Linked DNA regions of Zea mays: regions 1 and 3 are each linked to region 2. A link is a contact called in public Hi-C data. All regions are on one chromosome and are shown on one strand. Each heading gives the region's core, a stretch centred on a gene start, on an enhancer-like site or on the middle of the called end of the contact. The rest is flanking DNA. Distances are from core to core; before and after follow the strand shown.

Region 1 (3,303 bases), core at 270-2,769, 270 kb before region 2:
TGAACTCACCAAAGGTGGGAGCTCATGTGAAGTGTAAGGCTGATCAACAAATAATGGTTAAAACTGAGCATTGCTTTTAATAAGTGGTCAAGTTTTATTAGTAGTTACTAAATATAAGTAAATACCAAACCATAGTAATAATAGATCAAATTAATAATAAACCACAATGCGATGCAAATGACAAATTGAATTTAATTCCATAAATTACTCATGTGAGGGTTCGAGCCGCTCATGACCGTGAGCACGGCTGCTATACCAGTTTTACACTCTGCAGAGGTTGCGCATCTTTACCCACACAAGTCATGTTACCCATTTGCCAAGGGATCGCGACATCCCATTCATCTCTACCGGGGAGATGAGGCAGGGTAGCACTACGAGGCCTTTACAAAGTTCCACTAGCTTTAGAAAACCCGCTACAGTTCTAGGAAGCCCCAATGTAGGGATCCCTTGTCTGATCGCCATTGCAGCAAAATCAATCCGAGAACCTCCCTACACTGACTACTCCCCTACTGTCCTTGCCCCTTTCGGGTAAGGTAGTCATCCACTAGCTTTCCTAATTAGTCGGCCAAGGGCGTCCCATACCACCCTTGTGGTAGCACTGTTTTTCCGGGTGGTTCTCCATGTTCCAATTAACAATATGATCTTATCATGAACAGTAAATAACAAATTGATAATAAAAGCATGATCATGAATAATGTGTATCTCAATACCCAAAACCATATAAAGCAATAGCATGTACTACCCAAAAGTTTAGTGGTAAACAAGGTATAAAGATAGTCAAACTAGGGTAACCTATTGGGTCCCATGAAAATTAACCTATGCAGATCATAATGATTAACATGAACATTATTGGGTAAATATAAGTGATCAAGGGCACAACTTGCCTTCAACGAGCTCCTGCTCAGCAGTCTCCACCTGCTGAACACCTAGGTCCTCAGTGGCTTGCTCGTCTACTCGCAACAATACAAACAAACATGGTATAGGAGAAATTAACATCACACCAAACAGCAGAACAGAATGCATGATAATATTCTACGCATCATAACGAGATCGTAGGAACAAGAATCACTCAATTCGGAGTTACGGTTATCGAGTTACGATTTTCCGAAGTTATTAAGTGCTTAGTATGGGATAAAATTAAGTAGACGATTTTAATCTATGTTTCATGCCTAAACAGAGTTACCAGGTGATAAACAATATTAATACAAAATTAATGCAACTGGAATGGATCAAAAAGGAATTAAAATGGATTTTCTATGAATTAAATGAGTTTCTGCAATTATTTTTATACCCAAAATCTATTTCTATATTCTTTTATCTGAGTCATCCACTAAATGGATTGTGCGCACTAATCCTGAGAAGCTCGGGGTTCGATTTGCAAAATCCAGGACCTAATCGTAATGCTTTCTGTGTTGGCCAGGACCGCGGGTTGTTTTCAACAAAGGTTAGGGTCTCTTATGTAAACCGATCGACCGAAGGGGTATGGCGGACTCTTAGCCGTCCGATCAGAGACGAACGCGCTTGATTAGACCGCCAAACTAGAATACTCCTACGCCATCACATCCACCCACGGCAGGATCAACGACTTTGATCTAATGTGTGGGAGAGATTATGCAGACAACCGATTGTGCCATCCGTTTTGATCTCAACGGCCTATATTCAATGAAGACCCGTCCTGATCCTAGCCCTCCGCATCGAGATCAATGGTTGAGAACTATCTTTGAACCGGTACAGATCGGATCTAATCTTGGCCGTTACACACAGAATCCATGGCCCAGGATTCATCTCCCAACTCGCCCTCCACCCATCTCCCCGAGGGCGGCGTCGTACAACACCCACGGCGGAGGACCACCCCGGCGAGGAAAGTCCACGATCCTAGCGTCCCATCCTCTAATCCAAGTAGCTCTATGCGATGCGGAAATGAAAGTGAATACAGATAAGGGAACCTTATCGAGGATGATGCGAGTGGGCGGGCAGTCCACGCAGAAGAGCGGAACTGCGGCGGATTAGGCTCGACAGTGAGAAATTACACAGGCTCCGGTGAACTTCGCTCGAATCAATGGGGCGCACGCCTTCCACGAGGTGCGAGGATCACCCAAAGTCGAGTCCCAATCCCAGACTCGTCGTGGTTCCGATTTCCACCGTCGGTGGTCCGCCATGCTAGCGACCCACTGCCCCTCCCACGATTTCGGTGGCTAACCCGGGCGTTGGTGCGATGGTGGCGCACGAAAGGGTGAGGAGGTCATCGTAGCCCCAATTTATGGGCGGGTCCAACGTTACTGACCCCCAGCTCAAAACCGGGCGACGTAACAACCCGCGCCGAATCTCACGGTCGGGAAGAAGAACGGTGGCAGGGTCTGGGTCCCACACGTCAGTCGGATAACGAGCGCGCGACGTGGAGAGAAGGCTACGTCCCAAGCGTCGTTGAGAAAACACCCACCGCACGCACACGGTGGAAGAATGAACAACGGGCCTCGCTTGTTGGTGACCCCGTTCGACGCACGCACAATACCGAGTGAGGCTGGTCACTGGGCCCCGCCTGTCGGCGCGCCCGGCCGCTGGACTAATGGGCTGCATGGCGTGGTATGAGAAGGTGGGCTGGATTCCGATTTCTTGGCCCAACCGACATTTTTCCATTTTGATTTTTATTTTGGTTTGAATTCCTTTCTAATTTCGAAATCCAATATTTGAATTCAAATTTATGTTGTAGAATTTCACATAGATTATATGCACAAATGAAGGTATCGATTTAAAGATATATATATTTTCTTTATATTTATACTCTTTTCCTTTTCTTTTCTTTCCTTTTTCCCATTTCCATTTTCAAACCCTAATTTCAATTTAGGTTTTAATTCAAATTTCCTTATTATTATATTTTTATTAATAGTGTTGCTATTATTATTAAATGCACAAACAAATAAACTCCAACATGATGCATGGCTTATGTTTTATTAAAGAATTATTCACTTTAAATAAGTCTCTTAATAATCCTCATGAGTAGAAAGCAAAACACATAAAGGTTTATCCTTCTCCATTATATTCCAAAAGTTGGGTATTACATTTAATTAATATCAGCGATAGGCGAATTCACGACGCAAGACAAGGTGTGCGACATGTGAAAACGGTGCGCGCGACGCGCGAAACAGCACGACAACACGCGAACAGGATGTGCGAACGATGCGCGAACAACGAGCGGACAAACGAGCGGACAAACGTGACACGTGAGAACTACTAAATAAATGTTGTGTTTACACTAAATAGGTATTAATTCAAGACATGTGAGTTGACATTGGTCACATTCAC
Region 2 (3,270 bases), core at 236-2,735:
AAAAGTCTCCTCAAAATCCAAACCTGCGACTTGGGCATAACCTTTTACCACAAGTCGAGCCTTGTTCCTTGTCACCACCCCGTGCTCATCTTGCTTGTTGCGGAACACCCACTTGGTTCCCACAACATTTTGCTTTAGACGTGGCACCAGACTCCATACTTCATTTCTCTTGAAGTTATTGAGCTCTTCCTACATGGCCAACACCCAGTCTGAATCCTGCAAGGCTTCTTCTACCCTGAAAGACTTAATAGAAGAAACAAAAGAGTAATGTTCATAGAAATTAGCTAAATGTGAACGAGTGGTTACTCCCTTACTGATGTCACCCAGAATCTGATCCACTAGATGATTCCTTTGAATGGTGACCCAAACTTGAGTTGGAGGTGCCTGTTGTACTTCTTCCTCTTTATCCTTTTCTTCATGTGCTCTCCCTTGATTCATGCCTGCATCTTGAGATACCTGTTCCTCATCTTGAGTTGGGGTTGCACCAATGTGGAGGAGGATGGTTGATCTTGATCGCACATCACCTATTGCCATAGTTCTCAACGGGACCGTTGGAATTTCATCCTCATCTACATCATCAAGATCAACTTGCTCTCTTGGAGAGCCATTAGTCTCATCAAATACAACGTCACTAGAGATTTCAACTAAACCCGACGATTTGTTGAAGACCCTAAATGCCTTTGTATTTGAATCATAACCTAGTAAAAACCCTTCTACAGCTTTGGAGCAAATTTTAAATGCCTACCTTTCTTAACCAAAATGTAGCATTTGCTCCCAAATACACGAAAGTATGAAACATTGGGTTTGTTACTGGTTAGAAGCCCGTAAGACGTCTTCTTGAGGAGGCGATGAAGATAGAGCCAGTTTATGGCATGGCAAGCTGTATTTACGGCTTTTGACCAAAACCGCTCAGATGTCTTGTACTCTCTAAGCATTGTTCTAGCCATATCGATGAGTGTCCTGTTCTTCCACTCTGCTACACCATTTTACTTTGGTGTGTAGGGAGTAGAGAACTCATGCTTGATGCCTTCTTTCTCAAGAAACTTCTCTACTTGAAGATTCTTGAATTCAGATCCATTGTCGCTCCTGATTTTCTTTACCTTGAGGTCAAACTCATTTTGAGTTCTCCTTAGGAACCCAACATAAAAGAACTTCTTCAAAACTTGTTTGGTAACCTTAAAAGAGGTCACATCCTGTAACCATGAGAGACTAGCTTACTAAGCCTTTATCAAGAATTTAGAGTAGTTAACCCAACTAACAAGGAAAGTAAATGCATGAATAAGGTACTTCCATAGATATAAACAACAAAACCATATGGAACCCATAGTATAAACCATAGTGAGTCCAGAATAACATCCCGTACATGGTATCCAGACAAGCCGGGATTGGCTCCGTTGACAGATCCTGATCCAGTGTGATATTTGGGCTGCTCACAGCACAATTGGGTCCAATAAAGCCCAGCCGGGACGCAGAGGAAGAAGACCCGGAGCTGCGTCTTCCTTCCGTTTCAGCACCGCGCGCAATCGGCCTCTCATCCCCTCTTCCTATCGCCCGCCGCCGCCGCCGCCGCCGCCCGTCCGCTTCAGTACGACGTCGAGCAAGGGGAGGTAAAAGTTCGTTTGGCGTGCGCCATGTTTAAGAAGTGAGTCCTCTCTTCTCCCCTTCCGTATCTCTTTTACCTGTAACTCCTTTCCGATTTCCGGGCTCAGTAATTCGATCTGTCGTTGCCGTCCGCTGCGTTCACCGATCTGGTTCTCTCGGTTACGATTTGGCACAGCTAATTACTCTGGAACCACCATGCGTAATTCGGGACCGTGTTTTTATCTTTTATTTTAGCTGGGTTCGGGATCTGGAAAACGATCAGCTTTTGGCCTCTTAGTTTCTCTCAAACAAAGTACGGGGCTTTATGGGAGAAGATGTGATAATGGTATTGGGCATTGAGCTCTTGATACATGAGTTGCGATGTGCTGAAGCTGCTGGATGTTGCATCAACTGGCTGGCAAGGGCGTTATGAACTTATGGCACTAGGGTGCGGTTGTGGTTAGATGCTGCCGTTGTGCAGTTGGTGTTTCTGGATGTTGAGGTGTGCCGTGTGCGAATGTTTCATGTTTTCCCTCAAAGTGCATGGCTTGTTTTAGTGTTTTACCTTGGTACCCTCATTCGAGCCAGCTAAAACGTTCATGCTTTGGTAGCAAGGCATCTCCTAAGACCCAAACTGACTTGTTTCATCAAAATAATAAATGCAGCAAAACTTGACACTACAATCGTTTTTCTTTGTTAAACCCTTTCACTAAGAAGTTGTTTACTTCTCAAAATGATTTTTAGTGTATTTATTAGTGCAATAGCTTCACTGAACTATATACTTTGTGAAAATCTTGACTGTGATATTTTATATGTGCATTTTGAATTTTCTAAAAGTTATTAGCTTTAATGTCAAGGCTTGCCTGGTTTGTTTCCATATTGGCGGTATCATAATTTGGCCAGCCAAATTTTTTTCCAAGATTTTTTAACATCTTTTAGGATTAGTGCAGGTATAATTTCCCTACATCTCTATTAAGAATTAAGATGCTTGTAGTATGTCATGTTTTATAACATCACTGGTGACAAGACTGCAGGTAAATTTCACAAGAACCAATTTACACTGTAGTTTAATTAAGGACTCAAATTAGAAGTGTGGCCTCATTAGTGTTTGAGTTTGATCAACAAGAGTGCTAAATTGCTGTTGTAATGTCACTTCTTTTCTGGATTGTTTATATTTTACCAGAACCATTAATAATGTATGATTATACTAAGTAAGTGAAGTAACTGACTTGTGTCTTCTGTGCTCTATACTAGAATTCATTCTAGATTGTTGTAAGCATATGACATTGATGGTTTCTTGAATGGTGGAAGTTTCCATCAAGAACAATCAGCAGATATGACATTATTATTAGTTGACCCATGAGTAGTGATCTTAACTTGGAAATTATACATGTATTTTTTTCTGGTTTAAAATCATGATATAAAACATTGTTGATTACCTTATGACTATCAGATACAAAACGGATCATGGACTGCAAAGTGGTTGAACTCTAGGCCAGTGATTGCAAGTCGTCCGACTAAGCCCGATTAATCGGGCTAGTCGCCTGTTTATACTCGATTAGCCGGATGACTCGATTAGCTTGTCTAGTCGTCCTAATCGTCCGACTAGTCGCCGATTAGGGCGATTAGTCGTCCGACTTGTAGTTCCTGGTCGCCAAACATTTAGGGTTTTTGCTGATATTACTTGGG
Region 3 (3,061 bases), core at 228-2,727, 310 kb before region 2:
ATCGAAACTCACTATTATAATATAGTTACCGTTACATGACAATAATTTCATTGCTCAATGTTATCATCCATAAGTTTTGCTGGCCCATTAGCAGTTTGCTAGCTATATACTATATATGTGTGTGTGAAATTAGTTTATTTTCTTTTGCAATGTAAAAATTTAGCCCGTGCTAATTAAATTTAACTGAAAAGATCGTGATGTTTCAAGGCCGTGCACGGTCAGCTATAAAAGGAAAATTAAGGAGAAATGTGCATCTCAAAATCGACTTACGGCGAACAAATAAATTAAGTCTCACTAAGGGCTAGTTTAGAAACTTAATTTTTTTTGGGATTCTTGGGAATTAAGTGAAATTCTCGGGAATTAATACCAGAGGGGATTTAAGTTTCTAAAATAACCAAAAAAGGAAAGAAAAGAGGAATAGTGTATAAATATGCATGTGAGGAAAAAAAACTTACCATAGAAGCAAGGGGTGACCCGTACATGAGCACATTGAGGCAGGCACATATCATTCCTATCACCATAATTCTCAATTCAAATTCACTGATGGCGAATGTGGTGGCCGCAAACACGACTCCGAAGCCACCGATGTCCAACGCTGCTGCCAGCTTCGCGGTCTTAACCTGCATAATCATAATTGCGATAAAGGAACAAACTATAATATAAGGCAACACATGCTTTTCTTTAATAAACGAATGGTGGTTGTGCTTTTCTTTAACTATATACTCCGTAATTCCTAAGACTCAAGTGCTTGAAGAAAGAATTATGCAGAATTAAGCAACGGATTGTGTGAGTGAACTATATATACTGGCCCCAGCTGCTCCGACCCCTCACCCTTGTGGCATGGTTGGCGGCGTAGACGATGAAGAGGACGACGTAGATGGCCTCCATGACAGCCCCAAAGCCATTGACGGTGGCGACGAGGAAGCCGTCAGGCTTGGTGAGGCCGTAGTAGAGCCACAGCAGCGCGTTGAGCAGCGTCAACACGTACGGCGCCGGCTCGAACTCCTCCGTCGTCCCGCCCCGCACGATCCTCCAGAACGTCTTGCTGTATCCATGCATGGATTGGTGCCCGTGGTGGTGTTCAGAAAGAAAGCTAGCTAGCAACAGCGACGACAGGGAAACCATATATATGGAGAAAGACACTTACATAGGCGATATGAAGACGAGAACTGAGATGATGTTGCCTATTTCAATGTAGAAGAAGAAGATAAGGAAAGCTGGACGAATGAAGACTAATAATAATAACAAAGCAGTTCAGAATGATACACAAGCTTACCTATGACGCCGATGATGAAGAGGGTGGAATCCATGGAAGCTCTGGCGGATACAGCAGACAGACAGGCCTGGTGGGAGAACGAAGGCCACCGGCCGGTTCGAAGGGAATTAGCAAAACGCGGTGGATCCAAACAGGACGACGTATATACGATACGGATGAGATCCACAGTCAGCTCAGCTGCTTTCTCTGCTGCCCTTGAGCGGGAGCGGGAGAGAGGACCAGGGCCGCTGATGCATACTACTTCAAGCAGCCTGAGGCTATCCGCAACCGTTACCCCTAAATTTTTCTCCCTATATCACTTTTTTCCCCTATTTCCCCTCCTATTTTTTTCATCTCCCGCAGCGGTTCCCCCTAAATACTCCCCCTATACCCCACTACCACTATAAAATATCATTTTCTATACCAACTATCAATTTTTTATCTACTAACAATTACTCGTGGACCCACAGCACAGTGTTTAGGGTGATGAACAGTGACACGCTAGATCTGGGGGGAGAGAGAAGGGGACCGACACGTAGGGGGCACTGTAGGGGGCACCGCTGCGGCCATAGGGTGCCCCCTACAGCCGACATGCAAGGTGAGGGGGAGGGGTAGGGTCGACCGCTGCGGTCAGTCTGAGGTAGACAGGCCGGCCGTGTAGGCGCGCTGCAATTATAGCCAGCTAGGCCGAGCTATAGCCCGCCCTTGTTACTGGTACGCGTTCACCCATGAGGCAGCATGATGCCCAGCTAGCAGTGACATGAACATCAGAACATGCGAACGACTCAGGGTCAGGGGCCCCGCCTCGTGTAACACATGAGAATATTTTATTTGTAAAGAATGAATGTATATACGTATACAGATATACACTACCAGCAGGCCACTGGCCTTTACAGATAAACACATATAAAGAGAAGCTGATGCGTAAATTAAAGGATATATCTCCTTTTCGGAAATAAAAGAGCCCTGTACTGTATCCGTGACTGCACACAGATATGTCATGTTTGTAAGTAAAGTATTTTTATAGTTTTTTTGTTGATAATGTCATGGTTTAATTATAGGAATATTGTAGTATTTTCTACCATAAGGTGTTTGGCTGCATTTATGAAAATTACATTTTTAAAACCATGGTATTTTAGACACCATGATATTTCTTCAATCCAAAGTTTAATTTCTATATGCCATGATTAGATTTTGCCTAAATACAATGGTTTACAATATTGTATCAAAGTATTCTTGGAACTAGCTACAACTATGATATTATCATGATATAGAACCGGTGATGCGACCACAAAGGAGTGAATGTAAGCCACTACAAATTCTCGACCTACGAGAATAACACCGTGACTTGATTCCAAATTTAACCAAAAACCTCTAGGGACTCACAAATGACCATATCACTGTGCAATTCAAACCATTGTCATTTCAACACACCAAAAACCTAGAAGCAGACCAACCCAACTATTTGCCAAAAATCAGAGACAGAAGCTCAAGATAGAGAGCGAGGCAGTGCCGGGAACAAAAAACAAGGCTGAATCGCCTCAAATTTTGCAGAAAGTTTACACAGGGAGAAATATATCTACTGGTGAAGTTTCAACCCGAGCAACACAAAAACTAAAGCGCAAATCATAAATCTCATTTTGGTTGGGGTTTTGATGGGGTATTCTAGAACGAGTTCAAACTGAGTTCTTCTCAAACCACAACCAAAATTTGCAACAACTGGATGTATGCAGTGACCCGAGAAATGCAACTCACCATCAATCAATCCCCAAACCAAATACTCACATAAGAACTCGATGGTTCTTC

The links. Hi-C and Micro-C count contacts between places; a contact is called where the count stands out from the background.
Region 1: a Hi-C map of leaf shows a contact between it and region 2, with 3 times the contacts expected there. The contact joins the enhancer-like site here to the promoter of LOC100281351 in region 2. A contact is called at or near these places in 2 of 25 Hi-C or Micro-C datasets (endosperm and leaf).
Region 3: a contact with region 2 is called in a Hi-C map of leaf, with 5 times the contacts expected there. The contact joins the promoter of LOC103635056 here to the promoter of LOC100281351 in region 2. A contact is called at or near these places in 5 of 25 Hi-C or Micro-C datasets (bundle sheath, ear, leaf and 1 more) and 1 of 3 datasets of contacts at active chromatin or transcription factors (leaf).

What each region holds. Positions count from the first base shown.
Region 1 is chr8:34,319,747-34,323,049 of Zm-B73-REFERENCE-NAM-5.0, forward strand. No RefSeq gene overlaps it. Among protein-coding and RNA genes, the nearest start is that of LOC103635057, 10 kb to the right of the region's middle. Within about 2 kb of position 1,520, at least 18 of the 20 cell types and tissues checked have an H3K27ac peak or open chromatin away from gene starts, as enhancers often do. A contact at or near this core is called in leaf, where this site is marked.
Region 2 is chr8:34,594,356-34,597,625 of Zm-B73-REFERENCE-NAM-5.0, forward strand. It overlaps LOC100281351 (ligatin), which reads left to right and starts at 1,486. Exons shown (of 8, transcript NM_001154269.1): 1 at 1,486-1,642. The coding sequence starts at 1,632.
Region 3 is chr8:34,281,741-34,284,801 of Zm-B73-REFERENCE-NAM-5.0, forward strand. It overlaps LOC103635056 (bidirectional sugar transporter SWEET17), which reads right to left and starts at 1,478. Exons shown (of 6, transcript NM_001363775.1): 1 at 1,277-1,478; 2 at 1,148-1,184; 3 at 832-1,045; 4 at 456-620. The coding sequence starts at 1,310.